Regions from separate parts of the Zea mays genome. Here all the other regions are linked to region 2. Evidence: chromatin contacts called from public Hi-C data. All regions are on one chromosome and are shown on one strand. Each heading gives the region's core, a stretch centred on a gene start, on an enhancer-like site or on the middle of the called end of the contact. The rest is flanking DNA. Distances are from core to core; before and after follow the strand shown.

Region 1 (3,618 bases), core at 678-3,177, 170 kb after region 2:
GATGCTCGGCGCTATAGGTTGTGGCGCCGAGGTAACACAGCTCGGCGCCACAGCCTATGGCGCCGAGCTGTGACGTGGCAGCAACGGCTGCTTACGCCTAGGGCTGACCTGGCACTGACGTGGTGGCGGCGCGGCCTCGTAGCTCGGCGCCACAGATCTTGGCGCCGAGCTACGAATTCCTATAAAAACGCCCGCAAAAGTAACATTCCCATAAGCATCTATCTCCACCCTTCCTCCATGGTATAGTGTTACTAGGCTGTCCATCTATTACAAAAATGGATTACTAACTCAATAATGGCTATATACTTAAGCCTACTAACTTACTAAGTAATAAATATATATTAACTAATAACTATATAGTAAATATTAAATGAACACATCAAACGAAATTACATAATATATAAATAATGTACGAAAACAATATATACCTGAGATCGCGTACGAGTCCAGCTAACGGTGGAGAAGGTCAAGTCGGACGAACACCTACGTACAAAAAAACCTATTGTCAATAAAAAATTTGGCAGCACCTCCCCTATAAAGTGATGTTTATAGAACCTGCGAATAAACGACAACACGATGGTTGCCAACACAGAAAACATGTAATATCAATGCGCTAAACAAAATGCTAACTATATAATCACTAAGAATTTACTAAACACTAACAATATACTAAGCAAGAAACTAGCTAACTATTTTAATAAACACTAACAACAAAATATCTAACTATTTACTAAACAATAAATAAGTGGATAGCTAACTAATTACTAAACACTAACAATAGCTAACAGTTTACTAACTAAGAAATTAAAAAAAATCGGGCGGCAGTGGGGGCGGGAGCTGCCGGGGCCGGAGCGGGCGAGCAGGCGCGGTGGCCGACCGTTGGCGAGCAGGCGCGGTGGCGAGCGCCGGTCCCGTGCGCGCGGCGGCCGGTCCTGGCGAGGTGGTCGACCGTTGGCGAGCGCCGGTGCCGTGGTTGGCCGGAGCTGGGCGGGCGGGCGAGCTCGGCGGCCCTCCGGAAGCCAAGAGGGCGGGTTGGCCGGAGCTGGGCGGGCGAGCGGGTTGGCCGGAGCTACGACGGCGGGTGGCGGCGATTTCCACTCGGGAACGGCGGCAGCGGGTTTGCGGTTGAAGTGAATTCAACAGAGAAGAAACGCGCAGAGAGAAAGGTGGTTTGCGGTTATTTCCTAGCTCGGCGCCAGGATTTGTGGCGCCGAGCTAGGTGCTACGCGGACTGCCACGTCACACAGCTTGGCGCCATAGGCTGTGGCGCCGAGCTGTGTTACCTCGGCGCCACAACCTATGGCGCCGAGCATCGGGTCCAAACGTGCAAATAAAATTTCTGGGGGTCCAAACGTAAATTTTTGTCACGAAAGGGGCTAAAAAACAAAAAATTCGGAAGATGCTCTTAGAGCATCTCTAAAACGTGACCTATAAAAATATCATATAATTTAAAAATTATTATATTTTATAGAATTTAGGGTATCAGCAAAACATTTTAAAGACTCAAATCTAGATTACAGGACAACTCACTATGTAGTATATTTGAGACACTCGAGAATGTGCTCTATAATTTTTTGGACCAAATTTTATAAAATAAGACACTGTTGAAGTAGTTTTTGCTTTAAAGGGCTCCACATTTCAATTTAAGGCAACTGTTCGATAAATTATTGGAGATGTTCTTACACTCTGTTCGCTGTCATTGACCAACCTCGCCACGCCTACCAAATGCCGCATCCCAGTCGTTCATCCTGGCCAAAACCACGTCGAACCAACGGCCCATATTTCGCAATCCCCTTCTCGTCCCCTTCGCGAAGAAGCATCATCCTCCATACATCCCCTCGTCCGCGGTCTCACATGGCAGTGGCATGAGCTGCTTCTCCCCGAAAAAAACGTTTAAATAAAAAACAAAACATAATTATAAACCAACACGCCTGCCACCGACCGATCAGACGACCCCTTCCAAGAGGAAATCCACCACCGCGGCCGGGGCCTCCCAGGAGATCTCGCCGGAGGCCGCGGCAGCGGCGGCGGTGGGGGGCGATGGCGCTCAACATGAAGACCCTGACGCAGGCGCTGGCGAAGGCGTCGGCTGTGATAGAGAAGACGGTGTCCACGACGGTGCAAGAGGTGACGGGCCCGCGCCCGTTGCAGGACTACGAGCTGCTGGATCAGGCCGGGTCCGGCGGGCCGGGGCTCGCGTGGCGGATCTACACGGCGCGACCGCGGGATGGCGCCCCCTCGGCGCCCTACCCCGTCGTCTCCGTCTGGGTGCTGGACAAGCGCGCCCTCGCTGAGGCGCGGGCGCGGGCGGGGATGTCGAAGGCGGCCGAGGACGCGTTCCTCGACCTCGTCCGCGCCGACGCGGCGCGGCTCGTGCGCCTGCGCCACCCGGGCGTGCTGCACGTCGTGCAGGCGCTCGACGAGACCAAGGCCGCCATGGCCATGGCCACTGAGCCCGTCTTCGCCTCCGTAGCTAACGCGCTCGGGTGCCTTGACAATGTTGGCAAGGTGCCCAAGGAGGTCAAGGGCATGGTACGACTGATCGTGTTTTTGTTTAACTCTGTGTGTCATCGACCTTTGGCAATTTATTTACTGCTAGGAAGGTTACAAGACTGATTAAAGGAAAGTTTTGTCGTGTTTTCCTACTTGTTACTTGTTGCTGCTGCATTCAAAACTGGCTAGCAAGTTAAGGCGATTAGGGTTGGTATGGGAGTGGAAAACTCGCTATTGTTTCTGGTTTTAGCTGTTCATGCCATTATTGATTAGCAAATGTCATAGAATTACAGAGGCATGATCTGAGAAGGTATCATTTATGTTTCTAATGCAGCATTTGGCAGTGTCACATCCAGAAAAGCTGCATAATGAGTGTATTTTTTTTTTTTGTACTTCTAACATTTTGCAACAAACCTTCCTTAAAAAATGGCATCCTTGTCATACCAATGTATCAAAATTTGTATGTTTCTCTAAGAGTTTACAATACATAGTTATTTTACTTCCTAAGTTATACACCACTGATTTGTAAAAACCCTCCAAGATTATCTGACCTCACATCTTACACTGTCCCTGCCACTGGCGTTTGGTAGGATTTCAGATAATCGGAATTGTATTCAAACATGAGGTTTGACTGTGAGATTCTTGCGATTTTCTACTGTAAAACTTTTAGTTTACAATCAGGTATCCTGTGGATTTGGAACTTTTCAGGCCATATAAGTGGTGATTGATGCCTGTAGATTCTTTGTTCCTTGCATTTCTGTGTATTGAGTGGTGCCTTAGTCATAGCAATAGTTTGGACAGCCAAAGCATGATCATATTTTTAATTCAGCAGTTTGCTAATTTCTTTCTTGTGTTTCAGGAAATGGGGCTACTTGAGATTAAACATGGGCTGCTACAAGTTGCAGAGACGTTGGATTTTCTTCATAACAATGCTCATCTTGCCCATCGAGCTATATCGCCTGAGGTTCCTCACACCACCATTCTTCTGCATTTATAATTTTCTGCTTGTTCCTTTTCTGTTATTGAGTATTGAGATAATTGATTCGCTCTGTCCTTTTCCTCTTACAATCCCAATGTTTTTGTGTTCTCTTGTCATTTTAGCGTAGTCATTCTGCCTTGCCGCAG
Region 2 (3,218 bases), core at 654-3,153:
AAATAACTAGAGACGTTAGATCTAAAATAAATGTTCATGAGTATTAAACTTTCATGTACACCTCCTTATAATAGCTTTTTCATTCTCCCACATCCAACAATGCCGATGACAATTAATGAGCGTCTGACACCAATGAAGTATAGATAATATTGTAAAAGATGAGGTCCGAGTGTCCGACACCAATGAAGTATAGATAAAGCAAGACTAAACAACCATCTACGCGAATTTGGCGAGCTCCTCGGCGAACGCCGCAGCATGAGGTTCCTCGACGCAGCGAAGCATGAGCCGGATGCCGCGCTTGGGCGCGGGCGGTTTGAGGTAGATCACCGACGCGACGATGTTGACGTCGTCGTTGAGCGTGAAGACGTACCCCGGTTCGCCGAAGCCGTAGTCCACCTCGTTGAACCCGACGCGGCTCCAGTCCGACACCGTCACCGTGCCGTAGTCCAGCGGCACGTTGTAGTGGTCGTCCTTGGCGCCGCCGCGCATCCAGTCCGTGAACCGCGTGGTGAGCGCCTCCTTGGCCTCCCGCATCACGCCGACCACCTCCGGAAGCGACGCCTCACGGATCGCCTTGCTGGTCCGGGTGATGCCCACGGGGTACACGCAATTGCCGTAGTAGCCGTCCACCGACGGCAGCACGCCGTGGAGGAGGTGCCGCGTGCTGGCGGCGAAGCCGAGCCGGACCTCGGCGTCGTCGGGGAGCGCCATCGCCAGCGCGCGGCACTTGAACACCACCGCCGTGACAGCGTCGAAGGTGGAGCAGGTCTGCCCCGTCGCGTCCTTGAAGTCGTCCTTGATGCGCGCGATGCTCTCCGGCGAGATCTCGACCACCTGGGTCACGAAGCTGAACGCCGTGAACGACGGCGGGGGGCCGCGCGGCAGCTTAGGCGGGTCCGGGATCGCGTCGCGGTCCCAGACCGGCGCAACCGACGGCGCCGGCAGCCCCCGCGCCATCTCGCCGGCCGCCTTGAGGAACTGCGCCGCGCCCTGCCCGTCGAACACCAGGTGGCTGAAGCAGATCCCGACCGCGAACCCGCCGCAGGCGAACTTGGTCACCTGTAGAGCGCAAATTCTCAGCACCCAAAGACGTTCTCTACCCGGATCCGGCTATCGAGCGTATGAGATCTTGCTAGCTGTCGGATCAGACAAGGGGATCTGGAGGTGAGCGATCGAACCTGTGCCATGAGGACGAGGTCCTCGAGCTTCTCCTCGGGGGGAGGTCGCGGGAGGAGCTCCTCCTTGGGGATGAGCAGAGGGCGCTCGAGGTAGTTGACGTCGGCGAGCGCGCAGCTCGCAGCGGCCTCCACGAACCAGACGCCCTGCCCGGTGCACTCCACCACGGGCTCCCCGGGGCTGGCGTCCGCGATGCGGCCGGCCACCGGGTAGTACGGCACCAGCGCCTTCGCGAAGCCGTCGCGCATCGCGGCCACGGCGGCGTCTTTGTCCCCGCCTGCTCCTACGGCCGGGGGAAAAACCTGGATGAAATCCACCGACACGCGCACCGCCGCGGTCTTGTCGATGGAGGACAGTGGGAGGGTGCCGCCGGGTGTTGGCCCCACTGGCGCGACGAGCTCCGGAGCCGATTTCACGACGGTGGGGGCGGCGGCGACGGTAGACATGATGGCGTCGGCTGGTGTAGCGGAGCGGTGGGCGCGAGTTGGTGCTTGCGGTGCTCACCAGCAGCAGGTAAGTGGAGCGGAGGGTATTTCCAGCTGCGGCCTAGTTTGGCACGAGCTGTCGAGCTCAACGCTGGATTGGAGTTTGGAAGTCGTCGGGGTCTGTTAGGCGAATCTGATCTGAAACACAAGGCAAGTGGGTTTGGTTGGTGATGGTGGTGGCTTTGTGGCTCACATGGCATGATCGGTTGTTTCTGAACTTTGCAGCTCACAAATGTGGCACCCTGCTCAAGCTAAATGCTTTTTTTGGTCACGCCTGTTTCTTTATAGGTTAGTTCAGAGATTGGTCGCCCAAGAAGCTTCGTCCTACTGCTGATCAATCGTCAAACAGTACCCATTCAATCGATGTTCATCTGGAGCCTGGCTTTGTATAGACACAATTAAAACTCGACTCAAGAGCCGAGACCTCATGAACCTACATCAGGCCAACAAGTCTGAAATAATTTGTTTCAAATGGAACACTATTATTCTTTCACCACTGTCAATACTCACTCAATACATGTATAATGTAACGTGCTGAGATAACAGTACAGAGTATAAACACGTGCCAACCCTATCTTATTGCAAGCAAATTCCGGGGGCAGCAATTCGACACAACAAAATACAACAATCTCCACTGTGGGATGGAATACACTCGCTCTATGCGTGCTTCTGCAGCTCCTCGCTGAACACGGCAGAGTGCCGCCCTTCCACGCACTGCAGCACCAGCCTGATGCCCTGCTTCGGCTTGGGAGGCTTCAGGTACACAACGGAGGGAACGATGTTCACGTCGTCGTTCAGGGTGAACACGTAGCTTGGCTCACCGAACCCGTAGTCAACGTCGTTGAAACCCACGTGGCTCCAGTCGGTCACGACGAGGGTGCCGTAGTCCAGCGACACGTTGTAGTGGTTCTCCTTGGCGCCGCCGCTCAACCAGTCGAGGAACCTCGACGACAGAGCCTCCTTGGCCTCCCTGATCGCGGTCACGATCTCCACCAGTGAAGCTTCCTTCACCTCCTGGCTGGTCTTGGTGAGACCACCTGGGTACACACAGTTCCCGTAGTAGCCATCGACGGAGGGCAGCACATTGCTCAGCAGGTGGCGAGTGCTGGCTGCAAAGCCCAGGCGAACCTCAGCGTCAGGTGCGAAGTCGACTGCCAAGGCGCGACATTTGAAGATCATGGCGGTGACCACGTCGAAAGTGGAACACTTCTGGTTGGTTTCGCTTGCAACTTGATCCTTCACGCGCTTGATGCTGTCCAGAGCGATCTCGACGACTGATTTCTCGAAGTTGAATGCGGTGAATGACGGTGGCGGGCCTAGGGGTGGCTTAGGTGGGTTGGGGATGGCATCACGAGCCCAGATTGGCTTGATCGATGGCTCAGGGAGGCCCCTAGCCATCTCACCAACTGCTTTCAGAAATTGCGCAGCACCCTGCCCGTCGAACACCAAGTGACTGAAGCAAATGCCCACAGAAAACCCACCACATGTGAACTTTGTAACCTGAACGCAGGAAATAGCAGCGGGTTAATCAACTAAATAAAATGTAATTCGCTAATA
Region 3 (3,404 bases), core at 28-2,527, 140 kb before region 2:
CTAACCAGAAAGAATGGAATAACTGCAGAGATGTTAATCCATTGCAACAATGAATTAGAAAATCAGATCAACAGAACAAACTAATGTGTCAACCATATGCACTTGCTGTTAAGCATGGTTCTCAAACCTGTTGTTTCACTAGAAGTACGCCACTTTTGCAATGATGTATACATGGATGCTGCCTGCAGGAACAAATCAACAGATTTCAGAACCAACTGAGTAAATCAAACAAGGGAACTAGTGTTGTTGAATACTAGGTGCACATGAACATGACCTCTTCTTTGGTGAGCACTTTTGAGGCAGGTTGCAGGCTGAGCAAGGTGATTCTTGAGTTGAAAACCAATGAGGGGAATGCAACATTGTAATAGACCTTCCAATTCTTCAAATCAGCAAATGATGTCACAAGGAATCTAAGTAGAACAGAAGGATCCTCTTCTACTTTACCAGACACAATGTCATGCAAGATCTGGGCCCACATACAAATCAGAACCAGACAAGTAAAAGGAAATGTGTAAAAAATAGCAAAATCCATGGCAACCATACCTTCTTTGCTTCTGCTTTCAGAAGTTGTTCTCTATCTAGGTTTTCAAATCCCCTCATGTTATTAGTGTTTATGAGGGTCCCTGGAACTGGGCAATTGTTCCTGTCGCCAACAGAACTGTGAGATGGTGGCACCAATGATCCGGACCGTAGGTTGAAGAAGCTTGCCATCGGGCGACGCTGGCGCGGAGTATAATAACCTGATATTTCAAAAGAAACTGTCTAGCTCATCCATAGATCTCTAGTCTAGCTCACTGTCTATAAAATTAAAGAAAAACACAAAAACTGAAATTCTGTGTTGGGAATTTCTTCAGATGAATCTCAACAGTTCATCTTTCGAGTAAAAAAATCATTTTAAGAGTATACACAGCAGAGCGCAAAGAGTAATTAGCAATCATGCTCTGGCGAACCCACTCAACAACCAAACAAACTTGGATCGTGAGTTCGTGACCGGCAAGCAACTGAGGCGGGTTGGGCTCTACGGAATTACGTAAGCGGGGCGCGGAAATGTATGGGATCAGCTTTCATTCCCTGCCATAAATCGCGAATTCTACCAACAAACAGCGAGGAGAGGGGGTTGTGGGCGAGCGGACCGGTGATTGGGATGGGGGAGTCGTCGGTGCCGAGGACGTCGAGCTTGTGGCGGCGGAGCGCGTCCCAGAACCCCTCCTCCACTAAGCTCTGTATACGCTGAACCATCAGCTCCCGTGGGAAGCCCATCGCACCGGCACCCGCCATACCTCTCGTCTTCCGTCTTCCCTCCGCCGGCAAGGCGAGCGGCGCTACACTTCGTTTCTAGTTTTTATTTTCTAGTTTGCCCCCCGGGTTCGGAGGAAGACTATCCTTTGGAGATTGGAAGTTGCTTTGGCGTGTATACAACTCAGAAACGTTCCGTGAAGTCGTAAAAGACCACGAAGGCAGACCGTGGGGAGATTATTTACGCTGCTAATAAATTTGATAATAAATTTCACCTATAAAAGAATCATCACTACGCCGAAGTACCAAGGGTGTGTTTGGTTTGACTTTTGGCTTTGGCTTTTGCCCTCTAAAAGCCAAAAGCCAACCAAAGGGCTGGATCTAAGAAGCAGCTTTTTTTAAAAGCCGACTTTCTCGTAGTGCAAATCTGAAAGCACCCCTGGACCTGCTTTTAGTGGCTTTTCGGATGAAACTGTGAAAACATATATCGAAGAATTTTTGACGACTTTTATTGGTTTCCACCAAACGGTTTTTAGCTGTTTAACAGTTTACAGCCTACAGCAGCTTTTTCCACAGCTCACAGCCCACAGCAACTTTTTTCACAGCCACAGCCCAACCAAACAGACTCCAAGAATACTAGAGAATTCAGAGTCAGATAGAAACGTAGGTCGACGAACACTCATATTTATACTAATATATATACTAGTACGATGCCCGTGCAATACGACGGCATTCAATCAGGCACATGTTAATTTTCAATTATTTATACTTGCATATCACACGGACGTTTGGAAGCTTTGTTTACATGTTGCTTTTAGTATAACTAAAACGAGCTAGGACTATTTAAGTAAAACTTATTAGGATAACGAGGTGCAAAAAAATCTAAATCTTTGTTTCTTATCGTAAGCTCTGAAATGTTGTAAGGCTACATCGTTTTGAACAAAATTTAAGTTAAATTTATAAAACTTTTAACGCAAATAACTATTTTGTTATTTAGTTTTCAACTCTAGGAGCCATTTGCACCAATTTGTCTTTAAAATAATTTTACAAAAGTATAAATAAACTAAGATTTCTTTTTTGAAAAATTTATAAAAAGTGTGAAGTCTATATTTTGAATATTGTGTCGTTGTTCTAAACGACTTATAACATAGACATGGGGTGAGCAATTGATTAGGCTATGATTGGGTGTCGAACTTTCCATTATTAACCAATGGTGTTGTTGTCAACATTCGTTGAACAACCATTTTTATGTCGAGGACTCGAGCGGTGGGAGCTGTTGGTGGGCGTCAACCAATATGAAAAGGGCACTCCTCAAATACGAAAACGATGCCAAATCCTCATATAGCCAAATAGGAATAACAACCGTGCAAAGAGAGACCGGCAGAGGAGGTGAAATTTCCCCGCTTCCTCGTTTCACGAAATGGAAGCCTGGCGTCCCCGATTTACTTAGCCACACGAGTTAAAACGCCGCGAGGAGCACGAAAACACGCCCCGCCGCTAATCCTATCTCGTGTTTCTCTTGTAACACTCCGTTCAATCCCTGGACCGGCGGTACTTACTCCTGACAGCTCTCTAAGATCATATAACATCCTCATAGACCAACACAAGTCTTTTGTGCGCACTTTGTCCCCACTCATACGCACCCGAGAAAACTTCCCGGACGGTCACCCAACTCAAATTGCTCCAAGCCAAGCACGCTTAACTTGGAGGTTCTTTCGAGATAGTCTTCCAAAAAAGAAGATGCACCTTGTTGATATGATTACACTGTTAATTCTATTAAGCCTTGGGCCAGGAATCACCATCCCAGGGGCCAGGATATCACAATCCACCCCCTTTAGAAGACCGACGTCCTCGTCGATCATCCCCAATCCAGGAACCTCCCCTCTTAGCCACGTATGTGTGTCTAGTGTCGTCATATGTCATGCCATGTGACCAATCCGGGCCCACATGCGCCATGTGCCATATACCCGAACCCCCTAGCCCACACACGCCCGTGAAACCTCGAGATTCGGCTCTGATACCACTTGTAACACCCCATCCAATCTCTGGACCAACGGTACTTACTCCTGGCAGCTCTCTAGGATCATATATCATCCTCAAAGACCAACACAAGTCTTTTTTGTGCGCACTTTGTCCTCACTCATGCGCACCCGAGAAAACTTCTCGGT

Evidence for each region. Hi-C and Micro-C count contacts between places; a contact is called where the count stands out from the background.
Region 1: a contact with region 2 is called in a Hi-C map of endosperm, with 2.4 times the contacts expected there. The contact joins the promoter of LOC100194347 here to the promoter of LOC100284805 in region 2. A contact is called at or near these places in 5 of 25 Hi-C or Micro-C datasets (ear, endosperm, leaf and 1 more).
Region 3: a Hi-C map of leaf shows a contact between it and region 2, with 6 times the contacts expected there. The contact joins the promoter of LOC100233231 here to the promoter of LOC100284805 in region 2. A contact is called at or near these places in 10 of 25 Hi-C or Micro-C datasets (bundle sheath, ear, endosperm and 3 more).

The regions. Positions count from the first base shown.
Region 1 is chr8:147,226,898-147,230,515 of Zm-B73-REFERENCE-NAM-5.0, forward strand. LOC100194347 reads left to right here and starts at 1,928. Exons shown (of 14, transcript NM_001359459.1): 1 at 1,928-2,532; 2 at 3,353-3,457. The coding sequence starts at 2,041.
Region 2 is chr8:147,058,723-147,061,940 of Zm-B73-REFERENCE-NAM-5.0, forward strand. LOC100284805 (10-deacetylbaccatin III 10-O-acetyltransferase) reads right to left here and starts at 1,904. Exons shown (of 2, transcript NM_001157700.2): 1 at 1,179-1,904; 2 at 21-1,059. The coding sequence starts at 1,622. The coding sequence ends at 217. LOC100284134 (3-N-debenzoyl-2-deoxytaxol N-benzoyltransferase) reads right to left here. Exons shown (of 2, transcript NM_001157031.1): 2 at 2,150-3,161. The coding sequence ends at 2,319.
Region 3 is chr8:146,920,232-146,923,635 of Zm-B73-REFERENCE-NAM-5.0, forward strand. LOC100233231 reads right to left here and starts at 1,278. Exons shown (of 20, transcript NM_001143882.1): 1 at 1,134-1,278; 2 at 544-740; 3 at 275-466; 4 at 128-182; 5 at 1-22. The coding sequence starts at 1,278. It also overlaps the pseudogene LOC109941913.